Regions from separate parts of the Zea mays genome. Here regions 1 and 2 are each linked to region 3. A link is a contact called in public Hi-C data. All regions are on one chromosome and are shown on one strand. Each heading gives the region's core, a stretch centred on a gene start, on an enhancer-like site or on the middle of the called end of the contact. The rest is flanking DNA. Distances are from core to core; before and after follow the strand shown. Region 1 holds the start of LOC100383821 (Bifunctional riboflavin biosynthesis protein RIBA 1 chloroplastic). Region 2 holds the start of LOC103653664 (RING-H2 finger protein ATL5). Region 3 holds the start of LOC103653663 (polyadenylate-binding protein RBP47).

The links. A called contact is a pair of places that touch in the nucleus more often than the background predicts.
Region 1: a Hi-C map of leaf shows a contact between it and region 3, with 6 times the contacts expected there. The contact joins the promoter of LOC100383821 here to the promoter of LOC103653663 in region 3. A contact is called at or near these places in 3 of 25 Hi-C or Micro-C datasets (ear, leaf and tassel).
Region 2: a Hi-C map of bundle sheath shows a contact between it and region 3, with 3 times the contacts expected there. The contact joins the promoter of LOC103653664 here to the promoter of LOC103653663 in region 3. A contact is called at or near these places in 7 of 25 Hi-C or Micro-C datasets (bundle sheath, ear, endosperm and 2 more).

What each region holds. Positions count from the first base shown.
Region 1 is chr4:128,250,696-128,254,629 of Zm-B73-REFERENCE-NAM-5.0, forward strand. It overlaps LOC100383821 (Bifunctional riboflavin biosynthesis protein RIBA 1 chloroplastic), which reads right to left and starts at 2,296. Exons shown (of 8, transcript NM_001319060.1): 1 at 2,224-2,296; 2 at 1,926-2,021; 3 at 1,092-1,488; 4 at 469-690. The coding sequence starts at 1,978.
Region 2 is chr4:128,096,150-128,099,984 of Zm-B73-REFERENCE-NAM-5.0, forward strand. It overlaps LOC103653664 (RING-H2 finger protein ATL5), which reads right to left and starts at 2,502. Exons shown (of 1, transcript XM_008680492.4): 1 at 880-2,502. The coding sequence starts at 2,251. The coding sequence ends at 1,256.
Region 3 is chr4:127,780,399-127,784,470 of Zm-B73-REFERENCE-NAM-5.0, forward strand. It overlaps LOC103653663 (polyadenylate-binding protein RBP47), which reads left to right and starts at 2,204. Exons shown (of 6, transcript XM_008680491.2): 1 at 2,204-2,728; 2 at 3,302-3,755. The coding sequence starts at 2,342.

The DNA of each region.
Region 1 (3,934 bases), core at 1,046-3,545, 470 kb after region 3:
ATTGTCCAAAAAGAACAGTATAGAATTATCTCAAACTCATTGCCACAGAAGGAAAGTAGGAGGAGCAGCAAAGAAAGAAGTTTTTTCCCTTTAGAGGAAAAACAGATTCCAAGACAACAAAATCACATACCAAAACTTAATAAAAAATATCAGTATGAACAAGAATCACTCAGTCACCACATTGAGTATGTAGGTCAGACCCAGTGCTGGCGGCTCCCACATGAGTGGGGTCTAGGAAGGAATCACCACATAGTGTCTCAAAAAAATATCAAGCATTGAGTATTTCAGCATGTAATAAACAGCAACAGCTCCTGTATATGAGCTATTTATATTTGATAAGGAAGCCAGTCGTAAAGACAACAATACTAATGTACATACTTCTGACAAGAAACAACAAAAGATTACCATATCAACATCAATAGCTAATACAAAAGTGGTGGCAGGAGAATAATAATGATAATATCATACCACTGTAACAGTAAAAGCAGTGCATAGCTTCTCCTCGTTTTCTTTTGTGGTAACCATCAAAGGAAGGCTCAGTCTTTCCAGATCATCTTCTTTCATGCTGACACAAACAATTCCTGTTCCATGCCTTACTATAAAAGCCATCGCCTCTGGGGTAACCAAGGAGGCAGCCATTATCAGATCTCCTTCATTTTCCCTTGATTCGTCATCAACAACAATCACAAGCTTCAAGTATAAAACAATGTTAGCAGACAATAGATGAGATGGAAGTAATAGAGTGAAAGGGACTCTAGCATAATGGTTAAGGCTTACGAGTAGCACGTTTAGATCCCGTGTTCGATCCCATCTGGGACGAATTTCTGACTTGGTTAAAAAAATCGCCTCGTTGTATCCTGCCCGCTCCTAGGTTACGTCCCGCGTGCCACCCACTGGCTGACCCGTTGCAGAGTGGGCGGTGATAGCCCGCTACTGATGGGGTCAGGGTTTGAGGATTTTTTTTTTGACCGAGACCATGTTTCGGTCTCTTCTTAATATAATACTAGGAGGGTGGTCTTTCATTCCCGGGCTGAGTTTTTTTTTAAGATGGAAGTAATAGATATCATAAGAACATTTAAAGATGTACTAACTTTTCCTTGCCGTACGTCCTCAATGGCATCTGGAATCGACGCGAAGCCCTCTGTCGGGCTATCCAAATCAAGTTCAGTATCTGTGTCATCATCTGAGAACTTGTCCATAACAAGTGCCAAATTAGCAGAGAGGATTTCTGGCGTCATCATTGAATCCATTGGGAGTACAGGATCAGCAACCGGATGGTCCTCGCCACGAACGGATGTGCTTTTTGGCAATAGCGTGTTGCCATTCCCAGAGAAACCGTCAGCTGGATAACCACCATCATTTTTGAAGGATAATGCTACTCTCAAGCCCACTGATTTCACCCTAGTGCTGTTTGAATTTGTAGCCAAGAAACTGCAGACCGATGCCTTTGTCTCCTTGGATACACTGCACCATTTCAAGAACTGGGCCCTGCGTTGTAGCAAACAGGCGATCAGAAACCAACAATCATTCTCAAACACCCAAACGAGTGTAGCCTTACGAATGAACGTTAGAATTCTCGCAAAAAAAATCTCTAGTTGAGTTCCGACTCCCAAGGATACTCTTTCACATCACTGTCAAGTGAAAAAAAAATGTATCCCGCTGTACCTATGTTCTCCTGCGTTTCACCAATTATTGAGTTTACTGACTAGTTCACACAGGTTGAGACAGATTATATCAGGCATACAAAAACGTGCACTTTGGTTGCGGTTTTTGTGTTCCAAAGCAGACCAAATCAAAGACGATCAACAAACCGAGCCAGAAACAAATGCCAGTAGGAGCAAACCCTCCGTCCTGTTTCCTCAAGAACAAACCGAGCCGGCGCAAACATGCGAACCAGCAAGGGCGCGCAAGCAAGGGCTTCTTACGGTTGGCGGGTGAGGGCAGCGACGGAGGAAGACGGAGGCGGAATCGAAGCCATGCTCGACTGGAACGCTGGGTCCGACGAGGAGATACAAAACAACCTGGAACCACAACAGAGCGCGCGCCGGATTAAGCAAACTAGCTCGAATTTTGATAAAATCCAGGAGCAAGGATAAAAAAACAACGGGAAGCCCCGTCGGAACGCGAGATCTAGTACAAGCCGAACCGGGGCAAGACGAGCTGGGGATTCCTCGCAGCTTACGAGACAACGGGAAGGAGCGGGAGCGGGCCGGAATGTCTTACCGCTGGCGCTGCTCTGGCGAAGACGACGGCGACGTCGGCAATTGTAGGAGGACACGTGTTGTTTGGGTTTTGGTTGTGTGGTGATTAGGGGTTTGGTGCGGGTGGGGTGGGAGACGAATAGATGGCAATTGAGACGAAAGTGTTATCTAAATTGTTACTATAAATTTAATATTTTAAAAAAGACTAGATATACGCTTATGTATTGCTATAGAAGTTAAAAATTAGTATAAACTAATCGGTTAACCGTGCGTTGCGACGGCTCATAACAATATCCATATAAATTATTTATAAAAAGATTTTAAGATTTTTTATTGATTGTCTCCGCTCTTCGCATAATATTTTTTATGAACGCACGAGTACCATAGACAGCAAATCAGAGACCTCCATCCCTCGTCTCTCCCACTTCCAAGGTTTCGTAGAGCATGAGGGGAAGGAAAGAAGCGGACATACATGTTCGTTGTCGAAGAAGGACACGACGAAGACCTGGACATCTGGAGTCGACATAGATAGTATACCGCTAGATATATAGGGAGAGAGCACGCAAGCGGAGGAAGAACCCCAGCCGGAGCAGCTCCAAACTGAGAGGCACACGCACCAGACGTCAATCCGAGAAGGACGAGAGAATGCAAGTGTTTTCCCAGCCTTAGACTCGCCGAAGCGACACAACACCACCACCAACTCCGTAGCATATGCCGACCGCTGCCACGCTACGGGCCTTGGTTGTCCAATATTCAGACCTGGACTCCTCATCGCCAAGATAACCTAAGCGTGGCAGGCGTCACCATGCCCTCCTCGACGGCACGCACGGAGAAAGGCCAGGAGCATGACCGTACCCGTGTCGACGAGCGTCGGTCGGCTCGCGGCTGCGACCGTGGGCGGGGGCAGCAGGCTGGGGAGGAAGAACAGCGTGAAGGCCGGGAAGACGAACGGGACGTCCGACAACGGCGAAAACGATGGTGCACACATGATGTGAAACGTCCTCGTGGACGTGCAATAGCCACTGCGCGAGTCGGTGTCGGGGCTGGTGTCGGACGAATACGAGAAGGAGGCGCATGCTCCTACTCCCTCTGCCGAGAATGGGGTGGCGCGGAGGTGAAGGCATGATGGGAGAGAGTGAAAGGGAAATAGGGTTAACCTTTTCCCACAATTAATTTTGGTGGTTGAATGCCCAACACAAATATATGGACTAACTAGTTTGCTCTAGAATACATGTTCTACAGGTGCAAAAAGGTTCAACACAAACCAATAAATATTCAAGTTACGGATCAAATTCAAAGGAGCAAAAGAAACCAAGAGTGCTCTGGTCTGGCACACCGGACTGTCCGGTGTGCTACTGGACAGTGTCCGGTGCACCAGGGCCATACAGGGTTGAACCAGCCACCCTCGGGTTTCAGCATGCGCGCTCCGCTATAATTCACCGGACTGTGCGGTGTGCCAGAGGAGCAACGGCTAACTCGCGCAACGGTCGACTGCAAAAGGGGCTGACAGAGGAACAGTGCGCGCAGAGTCAGAGCCGCAGAGTCAAAGGCGCACCGCACAGTGAACAGTACCTGTCCGGTGTGGCACCGGACTGTCCGGTGACACAAGAAGACAACGGTGCCAACGGTCGACTGCTCCCGAATCCTAGTGGTTGGGTGACGTGGCGGCGCACCGGATAGTGAACAGGACCAGTCCGGTGGTGCACCGGACCAGCAGCCTTCCCCAACGGCTT
Region 2 (3,835 bases), core at 1,252-3,751, 320 kb after region 3:
TGCTCAGCTTTAACCATCTCCTTTGATAAGCCTTACACTTCACATGAGCTCACACCTTTGGTGAGTTCATGCACATTATTCCCCACAACTTGTTGAGCGATGAACGTATGTGAGCTCACCCTTATTATACTCACATTTCCCCAGGTCAAGAACAGAGACCGCAAGATGAGGTGCATGAAGGATGCTGCGATGAGTTCATGAGAGGTCTAGGCCGTCGTCTCCCAGTCAACTTTGTGTTGCTGGATCGTTGTCTTCGCATGATATAATTATTTAACTATTTTGTACAGAACTCATATTATATAGTAAAGTGTGGCATTCTTTTCTATACCATGAGTCATCATATGTGTGAGACTTGGTCCCAGCACACTTGGTGATTATTTTGCGCCCGGGTTTTGGGACCCCTAGAACCTGGGTGTGACATCGTGAAATCAACATCGCCTTATTCGTGGGAACCCGTTCGTCTCCTTCCTGGTGGTTGTTCGCAGGACCCGTTCATCTTCTTCCGGGTACCTTTTCGCGGGACTACACTGCGAACATCGTCCTATGTTGAATTCTGATCGACTGCATCGAACATACATACGAGATGTCTCGTGTTAATGGAGTCACTGTTGTCTTGAGCATTGGTCCATCCATAGGGTACTTACAGTTTGTTATTTTTGTGCATGTTATTTTGTTGTTTACTACTACTATGAATAATTATTCACACATATATATTTGTCATCACATTTATTTTATTACGCTATATTTTAAATTAAATTAAATCTAAAAATGCATAAATTCCTAACATGACCTAACAGGGACTCCGTGCTTGAGGATCACGCTTCCGTGAACTAGCAGTGTCCGCTGCTCGCCAGGACTCGAAGCTCGGAAATCGTGTTCTCATCATGCCGAATGGTAAAAATCATATCAATATTTACAGATCACTTTCGTATCGAAACAGTTTCAAGTTCCAGTTAGAGATACGCTGAGCTCGGATAAAGAAAAAAAGAAATATAAAACAGATGGAGTTTCAGTTACAGGAAGGACATATTTGAGTTTTTATACAGCAGCCGAAGCATTCCTCTGAATCTTGCAAAGAACAAGCAAGCTGAACACCACAATGCAGGTGTGACTGTTCAGCGAACCTCCGCGCTGAAATTGAAAACTGTACAGAGTATCAGCAGAAACAAGCGTGATCAGTGGCAGGCAAAAAACAAGATACAGATCTTCCGTCCCATCACAGCGGCAGGAGCGAGCTGCGTGCGCGGCAATGCCGCTAGAGGAGCGTCCACCGGCTGCTGGCGGACCATGACCTCTTCAGCTCAGCAGGCTCTGGTGACACCTCGCAGCAAACAGCACCGCATGTCCCCTGCTCCTCGCGGCCGGCCGGCTCGCCTTCAGGATCGACCTCGGCTGACACCGGCGGCGGCGACCGCGAGTCCATGGAAGCCACCCGCCGGAAGTTCTGTGCCCGTGCTCCGTGGTGCCGAACCTGCCGACGTCGCCGTTCCAGTTCCAGCGAGCTGGAGTGGTCGGGCTGATCGATTTGGACTCGCAGCTCTTGGTGGTGCTCGTTGGCCTGCTGATCGAGCCGCTCCAGTTCCGTGGTTGGGGTATTGCTTGCGGATCGCTCGGCCGAGGCGTCGGCGGCGTCGGTCCCCGGGGGTTGCTCGGCGTCGGCGTCGGCGGCCGCGGCGCCTGGGTCCATCACGTCGGCGCGGCAGAGCGGGCAGCTGACGTGGGCCCGGAGCCAGGTGTCTATGCACTCAACGTGGAACGCGTGGGCGCACTTGGGGAGCAGCCGGAGGAGCTCGCCGTCCTGGAACTCGCCGAGGCAGACGGTGCAGTCGGAAGCGCCGAGCACGCCGCCGGCGCAGTACCGCGTAAGCGCGATGGACTCGATCGCCGCGTTGTCGAGCCCGACGGTCCGGATGTGCCACACGTGGTGCACGACCTCTCCGCCGGGACCGCCGTCGCCTTCGCCTTCGTCGGGGAAGGTGGCGGCCGCCGCCGGTGCCAAGGCGGCTTCAAGGAGCGCCTCTCGACGACGCCGCAGCCGCCTGCGCCGGACGAAGACAAGTATGGAGAGGCAGAGAGCGAGGAAGACAAGCACCGAGGTGGCGATGATGAGAGCCGTGACGAAGGTGCTGCGGCCGTGGGAGGCGGGGGGAGGAAGAGGAGGGTAAGGCCACGGGGGAGGTAGAGCCGCAGCAGGCGGGCACCGGTGATCTTGGCCATCGTCGTCGCAGGGGTCGGGTATTTGCGGAACCATCGATGCAGCCGGTCAGGTCAGGTCAGGTAAGGCCGGAGACGGTGGCCGGTGCTTGGCGCGCTGGCTCGTGTGTTCATGGCCGACGGAGCCGGGTGAGCGAGAGAACGAGGAGACGGGAACGCCGCTGAGGCGCTGAGAGGGAGAAAGGCAGTAACTTCTTGGCGTCCTTGACAGGCCGCGTAAAACATTGCCCGACGCGGTGCGTGTGGGAAAAACATTGCCCGCGAGCGCGCGATGGCGTCACGACGCCGACACGCGTGACTTTTGTGTCTGCAGTCTGCACGGAATACTGGCTGACCGAGGCCGATGGCTGCCGTAGGCACGCACACAGCCACGCAGGCTACGCGGGGGTTGTTGGGAGTCGGGGACCGCCGGGCCACTGGGCCTGGAGGCCGTTGGCTCAGCCTCACACAGGTCCATCATGACCTAGTTACCTACGGCTACATGTTAAGGCCGGTTCTAATTAACTTCGGTCTTTAACGACCGCTGACGCGACTAGATATATGGACGGTTAGCATCGACTGTTAAAATTTGTCTTGGTTCTATCCTTACTGTTGAGGATCAGTGACGTGGATTAATCTCGTCCACTAATCTAGATTAAGCAGTTAACAAGTGAAGGGTTGTGTCTGTCTGAGATAGCAGTTTCACGTATGTTCAAGATGTATATATATGTGTACACAGTCATTAATGAAAGATCAGTTCTCTCCATTTCGTCATTTCTCCAAACACGTTATCAGCACTTCGCTCCAACCAACAGAGAAGAGAAGCAACCAACGCAGAAGAGACGGAGTTCGTGAAGAACCAGAAAAGGTGAGATGCCGAACATCAACCTTGTGGTTTCCATGGTGACAGCGGCTGTGGTTCGCGAGTTCCGTCGTGGGAACCGCTTCGGCATCCTGGCTCGCGCTCGTCTCCAGGCCGCCATACGGCGCAGCCTCCTCCGCAGCGGCGTTGCAGGGTTTCATCATCGTCATGTGCGCGTGCCGAGGGCCACGGAGACGGTTTTCGTACCCGTACCGACGGACTTCCTCCAGCCGGTGCCGCTGCAGGTCATCCCACCACCGATGGCATACCCTGCTGGTACTGAGTTTCCACCGGGGTTTTGCCCGGTGCACGGGTGGAACATTCCACCGCCAGAGACGACACCTCCTCCTGCCGCGGCGGTAACCACTGAGGTGGTTTCCCCATGGAGGGCTCCGATGAGCGATACCGCGGGCGCGACGGCGGCTCCAAGCCGCGGCTGGATCCGCACCGGGCATGTGCCGGGGCTTCCCAATGGCTTCGGGCCCATGGACGCTGGTGCATCGTTGCCGGAGGAGGGCGTGGAGATGGCAGCACATGGCGGCAGACCGCGCGGAGACGCTGCTGCAAGGAGCAGTCGTGGCACAGTTACTGTAGAGAACGGCGTTGGCACTGCTGCTGCAAATGGCGGCGGTGGGCGGATGCTGTGAACAGCAACTGGGGTCTGGCAGCCGGTGATTCTCTAGTGCGGCGGCGACATGTGTCTAGGGTTAATCCCTAACCCTGTCGAGCCTGTGTCCATTTATATCTGTGATGCGTCGTGGGTGAATGCACATCAATTAA
Region 3 (4,072 bases), core at 954-3,453:
AATATTATCCATGTTTATTCATGATTATATAATAAAAATGTCTGAATGATATCATATGATTATTCATGTTTTGTATGTGTCATATGATCCTGCTTTCCATTGTATATTGAGATGATGAAGGTACGTCCTTCATGACCTTCGTCTGAAGATCATTATATCCTAAGGGAAATAATGCTTCGAAGGACGAAGGTCTTTAATCATTAACTTTTGTGTTGCCTTGTTCTTAATTCATAGCATTTGAGAACAAGTCCCCAACAGAACCCATACCAAATCACCATGTTCTAATTTTAGCTCCTTCCTACCTTTACTAGTAGCAATGCAATACTTTCGTTCATCTTTTCAATTTGCAACTGAGTTGTTTCATGCAACTTAAGTATAAATACAAAACATTGTGTAGCATTTGTAGAAAATGGTGACGCCTAAGAGGGGGTGAATTAGGACTTCTAAAAACTTCTTTCTTAACTAGGCCACAAAATAAACCTTAGAACAAAACCTATGTAAATAAGCAATCTAGAATGTGCAAACTAAGTTTTGTCTATGTGTTGCTATCTCTACCACAAAAGGAGTTATGCAACCTAAGTTCCAATCCTTTATATTATACACTAAGAAGAGTAGAGATTGCAACTTAAGTAGAGAGAGAGAGAGTAAATGCGGAAGATTAAAGAGCTAGTAGAGAAAGCATAGGTTTTGTTCTAAGGTTAGTTAGACCGTTATTGCTCTTTTGCTCTAGGTGATTAGCGTAGGTATTTTGCGAAGTGCTTTAGGTTAGTTAGACTACTATTGCGCTTTTGCTCTAGGTTGTTCCAAGTTAGTTAAGTGAGTTTAAAATAGTAAAAAAGTATCCTAGTCACTTTTAGCTCCTAAGGAGGAGCTAAACTTTAGTCAATTTGCTTTAACTCTTGGATCAAAACAAGCCTTTAGACGAATTTATAAGGGAGTTTAGGCTACTATCATGTTATGCTATATCTGGTTACTGAAAATTACATTACCGCATGTTATATAAATATATAATATATTATTTATGTGGATAGTTCTAAGAAATATTATAATCATTTTCATCTTATTGTGTTTGTTCCATTTCATATTAAATTAGCAACATGGTAGTATATATACTAAAATGGATTGTGTCTATATGCAAGCATTAAATACCTTGCAAACAGTTAAATAAATAACCTATTGTATACTAGCATATAGTCCGTGCTAACGCTATGATCCCAGAGATGGAGGAGAGAGGTCGACGATGACGAGGGGGAATGAGTGATGATGTAAGATCCAAATAATATTGTACATGGATTTGAGTAAGAGAGAAGATGTTATCCATCGATCTGAATCGTTGGTTTTGATTTTGTGTTAAGTATGATGTAATTTGTTTGGTGGATATAATGGATGATATGATTGTGTGGATGATTTGATTCTGTGTTTTGTAAAGTTTAAACTGGTGAATTATATAGTGCTATAGATATATGGTCTGTTTGGTTCAACTTTTTTCTGACCAACTTTTATGAGAATCTGGCTGTGAGAAGAATCTGATTGTGGAGAGAATTTGATTATCGTTAGAATTATGTGCGGAGGAAGATGAATATATTCATAGGGTTCAGGATCTAGAAAGTAATGGATTCCTACTATTACAATAACTCGACGAATTATGTGTTTATATTGATTTTGGATAGTTTTTAACAAATCAAGTTTTATAAAAGTTGGGTATTTGGTATTCAACATCAACTTTTGGTGGCCAGAACTTATGAAAAGCTGAAACAATCATGACCATAGTTACGTGTTATAATCTAAAGACTAGCTTCGTCCATAGATTATACATGCCCAAACGTCATGCTAATTACTTTCACGTAATCTGCTACTGAAATTAATGATTTTGTAGCATTCCATGTTTTTTAATGCGACTGGTTCCAAATCTACAGACAGTCACTTCAAGTCCAGTTACCGGCCCAGCCTATTATTGCCTGGTAACTGAGCCACATTTCGTCCAGAAATAGCAAAACATCAGCCGCATGCCCGCATATCCACAAAAGTAGCAGCAGCGCCAGCGGCCAGCCGCCAGCGCACCACCCCATTCGACCATTCCCTAAAATCTCCTACTCCGTACCCTACCGGGCCCATGCGTCAGTGTCTTCAACGCCCACCCATCGAACGGCCGCGCCATCGCGAAATCCTAGATCGCACGGCCGAGATCTCTCAGCAACGACATATAAAAATGTAGCGTCAGCCTCTGCGCACGAGCTCTCTCCTCTCTTTCCGCCTCCATCCGACCACCCCCGCGAGCTTCGACAGTTCGACACACGCGGCCGCCCCTTCCCGGCTCCAGCCACACCCCCCGGAGGCGGCGATGCAGATGGCAGCGGCAGTTGCCCCCACCGACGCCCCGGCCTCGGCGTCTGCGGCGGCGGCGCCCTCCCGCCCCCACGCGCACGCCGCGGCAGCGGTGGCGGCCGCGTCGCCTCACCCGCACGCACTGCATCCGCATCACCATATGCCGCAACCGCGGTGGGTGGTCATCCCATACCCTCCTCCACACCATCCCATGGTGGCCGCGCCGCCGCCACCTTCTCTGCAGTTTGTGAAGCATTTTACGCCGCCGTCCTCGGTAACACCGCCGCCGCCGACTGGATCCGGCGGGAACGGGGGCGAGGATAACCGGACCATCTGGGTGGGCGACCTGCAGTACTGGATGGACGAAAACTATCTTCACAGCTGCTTCGGCTCTAGCGGCGAGGTTCCTTCTCTCTCACAGAGCCTGCTCCTCCTCTGATCCAGCATTATCCGTACTGGATCTCTCGAATCCAGCTAGGTTTATTCCATGGCTTAGTGTTGATTCGTCTATACTGTGCTGTAACAGGCTTAGTGGCGTAGTTTTGCGGCAAATCCTGGTTTGGTAACGAAAAAGGAATATGTGATATTATTCTGTTGAATTGTGTTGGTAAGGTAGCAACGTAGTCACATTCTCAGTTAAGGCTACTGTATTTGATCTAAATGGATTATCACTTTAATATATTGTTCACGAATGTCTGTGTTTCTTTGAGAGACTTGCTCTACCACTAACTATCTTTTATTCCATTCATTACTGATTGCCAATTAGCTAGTTATCTGCTATTGTGTTGTTATAAGGTAGTGAAGTCATCAGTTTTTCAGTTAAGACCACTATGTTTGGCTTAAATGGTTTACCCTTTTCTTTGCTGCATCAAGTAAGATTTTGTTGTCTTTTCTTTGAGAGATTTGCTCCATCATTACGTTACCATTTTCTCCATGCGTTACTAATTGCTGTATCACTATTCATCTGCTATTGTAGGTGGTGAATATTAAAGTCATTCGCAATAGACACTCGGGAGTTTCTGAGGGTTATGGTTTTATAGAGTTTTATACTCACGTTTCAGCAGAGAAGGCACTGCAGAATTTTTCTGGTCACGTAATGCCTAATACTGACCGGGCTTTTAAGTTAAACTGGGCATCATATAGTATGGGAGAAAAACGCTCGGAAATTTCGTCTGATCACTCGATATTTGTTGGCGATTTGGCTGTTGATGTTACTGATGCGATGTTGCTGGAACTTTTTTCTAACAAATACCGATCGGTGAAAGGAGCTAAAGTTATTATTGATGCAAACACAGGCCGTTCTAGAGGCTACGGCTTTGTTAGGTTTGGAGATGATAATGACAAAATTCATGCAATGACTGAAATGAATGGTGTTTACTGTTCCACAAGACCAATTCGTGTAGGACCAGCGACTCCTAGAAGATCTCAAGGTATTTCCAGAATTGAAGTTTTTTATTTAGGCTGTGACTCCAGTTACTATTTTACAAATCTATAATGCTTTTTTCCATATTCCATGATCTTGACTATATATTAGTCAATGCTATCTGTTGAGAATTTTATTGCTACCATAGAAATTTCCCTGTTACAAATATGCAATGAGTTCCACACATATAACTGGGAGTTGTAACAATCAATTTTGTGGCATATCTATTCTTTATTGCTCAATGCTATGAGTTTTTAAGGTGGTGGTTATATTTCAATATTTTGGGTAGATGTAACATGTTACTACATGCATCGTGCATACATC